2 separate regions of the Mus musculus genome follow, and region 2 is linked to region 1. Evidence: chromatin contacts called from public Hi-C data. All regions are on one chromosome and are shown on one strand. Each heading gives the region's core, a stretch centred on a gene start, on an enhancer-like site or on the middle of the called end of the contact. The rest is flanking DNA. Distances are from core to core; before and after follow the strand shown.

Region 1 (3,555 bases), core at 731-3,230:
GTAGAGAAGTCACACAGTGTCTCAATAGAGGAGACACGGTTCGGGCCACATCCAGAAGCCTCCAGTGACCTACTTCCGGTGGCCAGGCTCCACTTCCCAAGGATTCCAGGGACTCTTAAACCAGGAGCACCAGCTGTGTGTGGGGGGGGGGGAGTGGGGGTGGCTGGGGAGTGGGTCAGTCTCAAACCACAGAGGGGTATTTGTTTCTTCAGCTACAGCAACAAGCCACTATAAGCTTGACGGCTTGAAACGCCAGAAATACTTCATCATGGTTCCAGAGACCCGAGTGTCCAGATGGGAGTCAGCAGGCCAATGCTTCCTCCAAAGGCTCTAGGGAAAGAGCCTTCCTGCCCCTCCATCATCGCTTGCCAATCCCAGGCTCCTGGCAACATCGCCCTAATGCCTGCCTTTGCCCCTGCTGATCGTTTCCCTGGCTCTCTGAATATCACCCTTGGTGTCTCCACAGGAAGCCATCATGGTTCTTAGGGCTGTTCTGATCTAGAATGATCTTGTCTTGAGATCCTGACCCTAATGACAGAAGGTCACAAGAGGCATGGGGCATGTCGTTGGGGTCATTGCTATTGGTGATTGCGGTCAACAATGTTTTCACAAGTCATTGTCTTAAGAACAGTGGACCCGGGCTGGCGAGATGGCTCAGTGGGTAAGAGCACCCGACTGCTCTTCTGAAGGTCCAGAGTTCAAATCCCAGCAACCACATGGTGGCTCACAACCATCTGTAACAAGATCTGACGCCCTCTTCTGGAGTGTCTGAAGACAGCTACAGTGTACTTACATATAATAAATAAATAAATCTTAAAAAAAAAAGAATCAGTTGCCTTTATAAAAAAAAAAAAAAAAAAGAGAGAACAGTGGACCCAAGCCTCAGAGATCCAACGGACCCCCAACTAGACCAGCTGTGCTAGTTCAGTTGGTAGGGTGCTTGTCTGCTACACACACAACCCTTGGGTTCTATCCCCAACCCTGCATAAACTGTGCCTGATGATGCGGGTGCATACCTGAGATCTCAGCACTGAGAGGTGGAAGCAAGAGAACCAGGAGTTTAAGGTCACTCATGGAGGCTGAGGCAGGAGGATGGAAAGTTCAAGTATTGCTTACCCTTCAGCACTGACCTCAGGTCCTAGTTTAGAGTAACTTGGCAAGACTCTATCTCTCTATAAAAATTAAAAATGGATGGAAGCCGGGCGTGGTGGCGCACGCCTTTAATCCCAGCACTCGGGAGTCAGAGGCAGGCAGATTTCTGAGTTGAGACCAGCCTGGTCTACAAAGTGAGCTCCAGGAGAGCCAGGGCTATACAGAAAAGACCCTATCTCAAAAAAAAAAAAAAAAAAAAAAAAAAGATGGGAATGGGGTTCGGAAGCAAAGCTGTTGTCCAACGTGCTTGAGGCTCCGGGTTGAACACTGCTCCCAACACTGCAAAACATAGGAAAAGAAACTACCCGGAGTAGAAGGGTCACTCAACACCTCTGAAAGTCCTTTCGGGGGCAGGGAGACCTGAGAGTCCTCGGAGGAGTCACCACTTGTTGCTGTGCTGGTCTGATAGGGCTCCATTGGCTGGTGTCTCCTGCCAGGATCTAAAGGAAACCTCCAAACCCGTATATCTTGGCAGGAGGTTATGGGAGGGCAGTAGGAGGTGGGGGTTCCCTCCCCGCCCCAGCCTCCACGCCCACCCGGGCTTTCGGGCTTCCTGGAATGCCCGGGGGACGCCGCTGCGGTAATGACCCCGCGACAGCTGCGCTCCCGGAGAAGCAGCCGCCGCTTCCCGGGCGCCGCCTCCGGAGACAGGTTCGCACCTGCTGGGGACATTTCTCATCAATTAGACCTTGGCAGCGCTTGAATGGGGCCCAGGAGGGCGCGTCCCCGCCGCCCTGAGTCGCCCGCGTGCACAGATGGCAGCCCCGGGCGCAGCTGCCCGGCGGGTGCGCGGAGTCACAATCGGTGCAGTGTTTCCAGTGCCCCAGGTTGGGCAGGTCCCGGGCACACCTGCGCGGCGCAGATGGTATCGCCCGCGGCAGCAGGCACCCGAAACCCCACTGAGGACGCCGAAGCCGGTGCGATGCCAGGAGTCAGTGACCTTAGGGGCCCGCAGACCACGCCCCGCCCGCAGCCTACACCTCGCCTCTCTGTGCCTTCCTCATCCCTGGCCACCATTTCCCTGCACAAAGTGGGACCAGTCCTGGCTAGTAACTAGGTCATCCAAATGTCTACAACTGGGGATTGACTGGAAAATGTGTTCTCTACAACACACAAACACACAGCCATGGGGAAAATAGCTTAAGTGGCCTGGGCATGTTGTATAGTGGACAGATGGTTTACCTAGTGTGCACTAAACTCTGGCTGGATTTCCAGTATCTAGAATACTATGTAGTTTGTGTAGTTTACGCTGGCCGTGAGTTCAAGGTGACCCTCCTTCCTCAGTCTTCCTCTGAGTACTGGAATTGCAGACAGACAGACAGACAGACAGACAGACAGACAGACACACACACACACACACACACACCTTAGACACCACACACTTTTTCTTTTTGGCCTCAGACTCAAAAATGCCAGCACAAAGGCCAAATCCTGCCAGTTTGCAGGTCCAAAGGTTTACACCTGCCTCTGACAGCAGCCGGCTCCATTTTCAGGCGACTCCGACTCCGGGGTTAAAGATCTTGCTCTCCCTCTCTGCTGTAGCTCTTTCTTAGGGAGACCCGAACTGGCTGTCTACCCGGTCTGGGTTCTGTCCTCATAGAGACATAGAGACAACTCCTTTGCTTGCACTACTGTGGTAGCTCAGGATACCCCCGGGCTTATTTCAGATCTGAACTGTCCAAGCCTCGTTATGAGAAAGCCTTTTAATTCTGGGTTGACAACCCACGAAGCTGTCACATGCCAAGGAAAGTGAATCCCAGGGGACTAGTCCTCCGTCTCCCCAATGATCTCACACTACTTCCTCTTACCTGTGCCCCACCCCCACCCCCACCCCCCACCATCCCAGAGACCACTTTTTCATTCTTTGCCCAGCCACTGCTCTGAGCCAGCCTAGAGCCTGGAACTAAGGCACGTTAGTCATGGTCTCAGGCTCAGAGGGCTGGCAGAGAAGGGGTAACAAAGCGTCTCTAAGGTCCTTTCATGGCCTTTATTAATGCAGCCCAGTGTTTCTGGAGACATGGGACGGGCTGAGCAGAGCTGAGTGTCAACGGTGATACAAATGCTCCCAACCAGCCCCGATGTTCTAACTCACTCAGTCCTCCTTGGAACCCTGCAGGGTACCTTCCCATACCATTCTACAGAAGAAGGAACAGCCCCTTGCATCGTGCCCCTGCCCGAGGCTGACGACAAGTGGGTGTTTTTGTTCTCCCCCAGTCTTCCATGGCTCAGGGGGAAAAAAAAGCTGCCATGAAAACCCAGAATCAAATGAAAACTTCAAAATCCAAGCACACTTTAAAAAAAATCTTTGTGTATGGTGTATGTTTGTACGTCGATGTTTGTGGCACACACAGGCCACACACGCATGGGGAAGTCAGAGGACAGCCGTGTGGCTCAGTCAGTGCT
Region 2 (3,643 bases), core at 241-2,740, 140 kb after region 1:
CCTGGAGTTGTTAATGGACTCCTAACTTAGGCTTGGGTCCCCTCTCTGTGCATACCAGGTCAGCAGAGTGAGTCTGGCTTGCTTGGACTTACTGTGTTCTCCTATTGGTCATGTCTCCGAACCTTCTTTCTACTTCCACCACTTTTTAAGGCTTTTGTGACCCCATGAAGCTCACCTAGACAATCCAGGGCACCGGCCTAATTAGCTGACAACTGACTTTCAATGTCATCTTTGGCCTTAGCCCCTTTTTCCACATAGCCCATGCAGTCACAGGTTCCAGCAACAAGAACTGGTTGTGTGCATGTATGTGTGCATGTGCGTGTGCGTGTGCGTGTTTGTGTTGGGGGTGAGGGATCTTACTCTCTAATGACCATAGTTATCACCCAGAAAGTACTGACCATAGCAGCCACTGCAGTTCTGACAAAACAGGTTGTCAGCATCGTCCTGCCCTCTGGTGCGTTCGTCTAACAGGCAGAGGCTTATAGTGGTCTTCTTTTGACTTTGGCATCTATACATGTTTGTATGGCATGAACACGTGTGCGCATGCCTGTGAGGAGGGCAGAGGTCAACGGCAGGTTGTCTCCAGACACTGTCAACTTTATTTTTCTGAATCAGGGTCTCTCCCTGGACCAGAGAGCTAACTGATTTAACTAGGCTGGCAGGCCAGTGGGCTCCACAGAACCTCTAGGCCTCAGATATTACAGGCATGTAACACCATGCCTGGCTTTTACATGTGCTGGGGATTCGAACTCAGATCCTTATACGCAGGTATCTTACTGAGTTATCTCCTGTTGTTGTTGTTATTGTTATTGTTATTATTATTATTATTATTAAACACAAATTCCTAGTGTTTCAGATGACCATAGGGTCACAGAGAAAAGCAGAGTTAGGGGTAGAATGAGAAGCTATTGGGACCAGAGAGGCCTGGGTAAAGGGCAGCAGATGTGTCCTACGGGAAGGTACAGGGAAGGGCATTCCAGACAGGGAACAGCCCCTGCAAAGGTGACGTGCACTTGGGGGCTGAGGAATGGCAGAGTCATCATGGCAAGGACTGAGGAAGTCGGTGAGGCTGGGGGGATGGACCAGGAGGAGCCTATCTGTGCAGCCAGGAAGGCAGACAGGGCTGGAGGACAGTCAAGTCAGGCTCTCTGGTACTTTCCCAAGCCACTGCAGCAAGTGTTGCAACCTAAGAGGCTTGAGACAACCCCGGGGTCATTTCTGTGTGGTTCTGGAGGCCAAAAGTATTGAGTGCGTTATAGGAGGGTCCCAACTGGAAAGCCACGGGGCTGCTCCCTGCCCCTCCCCCAGCCCTCCCCGTTGCCCTGTGGGATTCCCCTCAGGGTGCCTTTTTCCTCCTCTCCTAAGGAGGATTCCTCTGTTTAAGGTCCCATACCTACCCAGCAGCCTCTCCCACTCCTTATCCCAGTCACAGCTGCTATGACTCTTTCCACACAAGGGCACATTCTAGGGGGCTTGGGTTAGGAGGACATGGTTCAGCGCTTCATGGGTCCCAGCAAGGACCTCAGTGTAATGAATCCTCTGGGAGATAGGACTGGACTGGGGAGAGCAGTTGGAGGTTGTGGGTGGGGGTGGGGAGCTGCAGCAGCCAGGAATGAGAACCACCCACGCCCCAGAGGAGCAAAGGAGGGCTCAGAAGCAATCCAATCCTGACCCAGACTAGAGGACATGTGTGTCCTGTAGCCTAAGGCAGGAGGGCCATCAGAGGTAAACAGGGTCTCTGTGTTCCCAGCCTCATGAGCCACAACTTATAGGTGGATAAATGGGCTTTTCTGTCTGTGGTAGTGCTCCTGGAACACGGGCAGAAAGGACAAAGCTACCTAAAGGGACATGTGTGTGTGTGTGTGTGTGTGTGTGTGTGTGTGTGCGTGCACGTGCATGTGTGTGTGCATGTGTATGTGTGCATACATGTGTGTGCATGCATGTATATGTGTATATGTGTGCATGTGCAAGTGTGTGTGCATTTGTGTGCGTGTATGCATGTGTGTGCATGTGCGTGTGTGTGTGTGTGTGCGTGTGCGTGTGCGTGTGTGTGTGTGTGTGCCCTTTTGCTAAGCTTGGGACTCCTCTCCACCCCTGCAGGGAAGCCTCAGGTAGCACTGTCTCCTACCAGCCTCTTAAAAATGAGTATGGAGGGCTGGCGAGATGGCTCAGTGGGTAAGAGCACCATCTGCTCTACCGAAGGTCCTGAGTTCAAATCCCAGCAACCACATGGTGGCTCACAACCATCCGTAATGAGATCTGATGCCCTCTTCTGGCTCATCTAAAGACAGCTACAGTGTACTTGTGTATAATAATAAATCTTCCTTTTAAAAAAATGAGTATGGAGACTTCTAGAAATAAGACATAAGAAGGCAGTGGTGGGCTGGGATGCATCTCACTTGCAGAATGTGCATGAGGTCCTGGGTCCAGTGCCTAGCAAAGGAGGAAGGAGGGAGAGAGGAGCCCACATCGTGTTGTTGTTGTTGTTGTTGTTGTTGTTGTTGTTGTTGTTCTACCTTTTAGTCTTCTCTCATACATTACATCCTGACTGCAGTTTCCCCTCCCTTCACTTCTCCAAGTCCCTCCCCTCACCAAGTTTATTATTTTTTAAAACTATCTTATCATTTGTTTTATGTGTGTGGATGCTCTGTCTGCATATATGGTCAGTGCACTACCAGTGTGTCTAGTACCCTTGGAGGTGAGAAGAGGGCACTTGATGGCTCCAGAGCTGGAAATAAGAATGGTTATCAACCCACCATGCAGGATCTGCAAAACAAACTCAGGTCCTCTGGAAAAGCAGCCCACGTTCTTAACCACTGAGCCATCTCTCCAGCCCAAGTTTTAAAAAGGCGATCCCTTTCTGCTCTAGACACAAGCTAGCTGCCGCCTGTCTGTCTCCTAGCTGCCACCTGTCCATCCTGTGTCTCTGTGGCTTATAAGGTAACAACGTCCAGATGGCTGAGAGAATTTTTGTTTAGAATGATACTTCCTAGCAAGAAAAATGATAGGAAACTCTAGCATCGCGGGCCCACAAATAAGGTTTAATTGGTACCAGGCCACCTGCTGTCATGTCTGTACTATCTGCTGTGCCCAAAAGGAGTGGGGACCAACGTCTGCATTCAGTCACAGGCCTGATGGTGGCCCCCATCTGCCTGTGTCAAAAACCTCTCCCAAGAGTCTAGAGTAGCTGCAGCATGCTGTCCCTTGGGATTTGCCACTGGCCTGCAAGCCTCCTTGTGACCATGGACACTGCCCTCCAAGTTGCTGCGGAATGTGTCAGGACCTTCTGTGAGTTTCACTCCCAGGGATAGAACCCTAGGAACTGTAACCAAACAGAGCACCCAGGTGCTGTGTCAAAACCACAGTATTGTAATGAGTGCTGTTTCCAGGGACAGTGCTTGGTCCCCTTCTTTAACCATGGAGCGGGGACAGAGTCAGAGACCCCTGCTGATCCATCCCTCATCCTTGCAGCCTCTTGTGTGAGACCCACATTCTCAGTCCTCCAGGGCACCAGTGGTCACAGCTGGTGACTTCATTCTTGTTCCTAGCACAGTTGGCTGGACAGGACTAACCCTTGGTTTATAGGTAGCTATCTCTTCTGTGTGTCCCAGAGGACATGATAAATGGTGTCCCGTTGACAAGG

Evidence for each region. A called contact is a pair of places that touch in the nucleus more often than the background predicts.
Region 2: a Hi-C map of nephron progenitors shows a contact between it and region 1, with 2.3 times the contacts expected there. The contact joins two enhancer-like sites. A contact is called at or near these places in 2 of 484 Hi-C or Micro-C datasets (cranial neural crest and nephron progenitors), 9 of 115 datasets of contacts at active chromatin or transcription factors (craniofacial prominence, embryonic basal ganglia, embryonic limb bud and 5 more) and 2 of 9 other capture datasets (adipose tissue and embryonic stem cells).

Annotation. Positions count from the first base shown.
Region 1 is chr2:165,561,706-165,565,260 of GRCm38.p6, forward strand. No RefSeq gene overlaps it. Among named protein-coding and RNA genes, the nearest start is that of Eya2, 32 kb to the right of the region's middle. Within about 2 kb of position 1,981, at least 63 of the 459 cell types and tissues checked have an H3K27ac peak or open chromatin away from gene starts, as enhancers often do. A contact at or near this core is called in nephron progenitors, where this site is marked.
Region 2 is chr2:165,702,096-165,705,738 of GRCm38.p6, forward strand. All of the region lies in intron 5 of Eya2 (EYA transcriptional coactivator and phosphatase 2), which reads left to right. Among named protein-coding and RNA genes, the nearest start is that of Gm29993, 28 kb to the right of the region's middle. Within about 2 kb of position 1,491, at least 8 of the 459 cell types and tissues checked have an H3K27ac peak or open chromatin away from gene starts, as enhancers often do. A contact at or near this core is called in nephron progenitors, where this site is marked.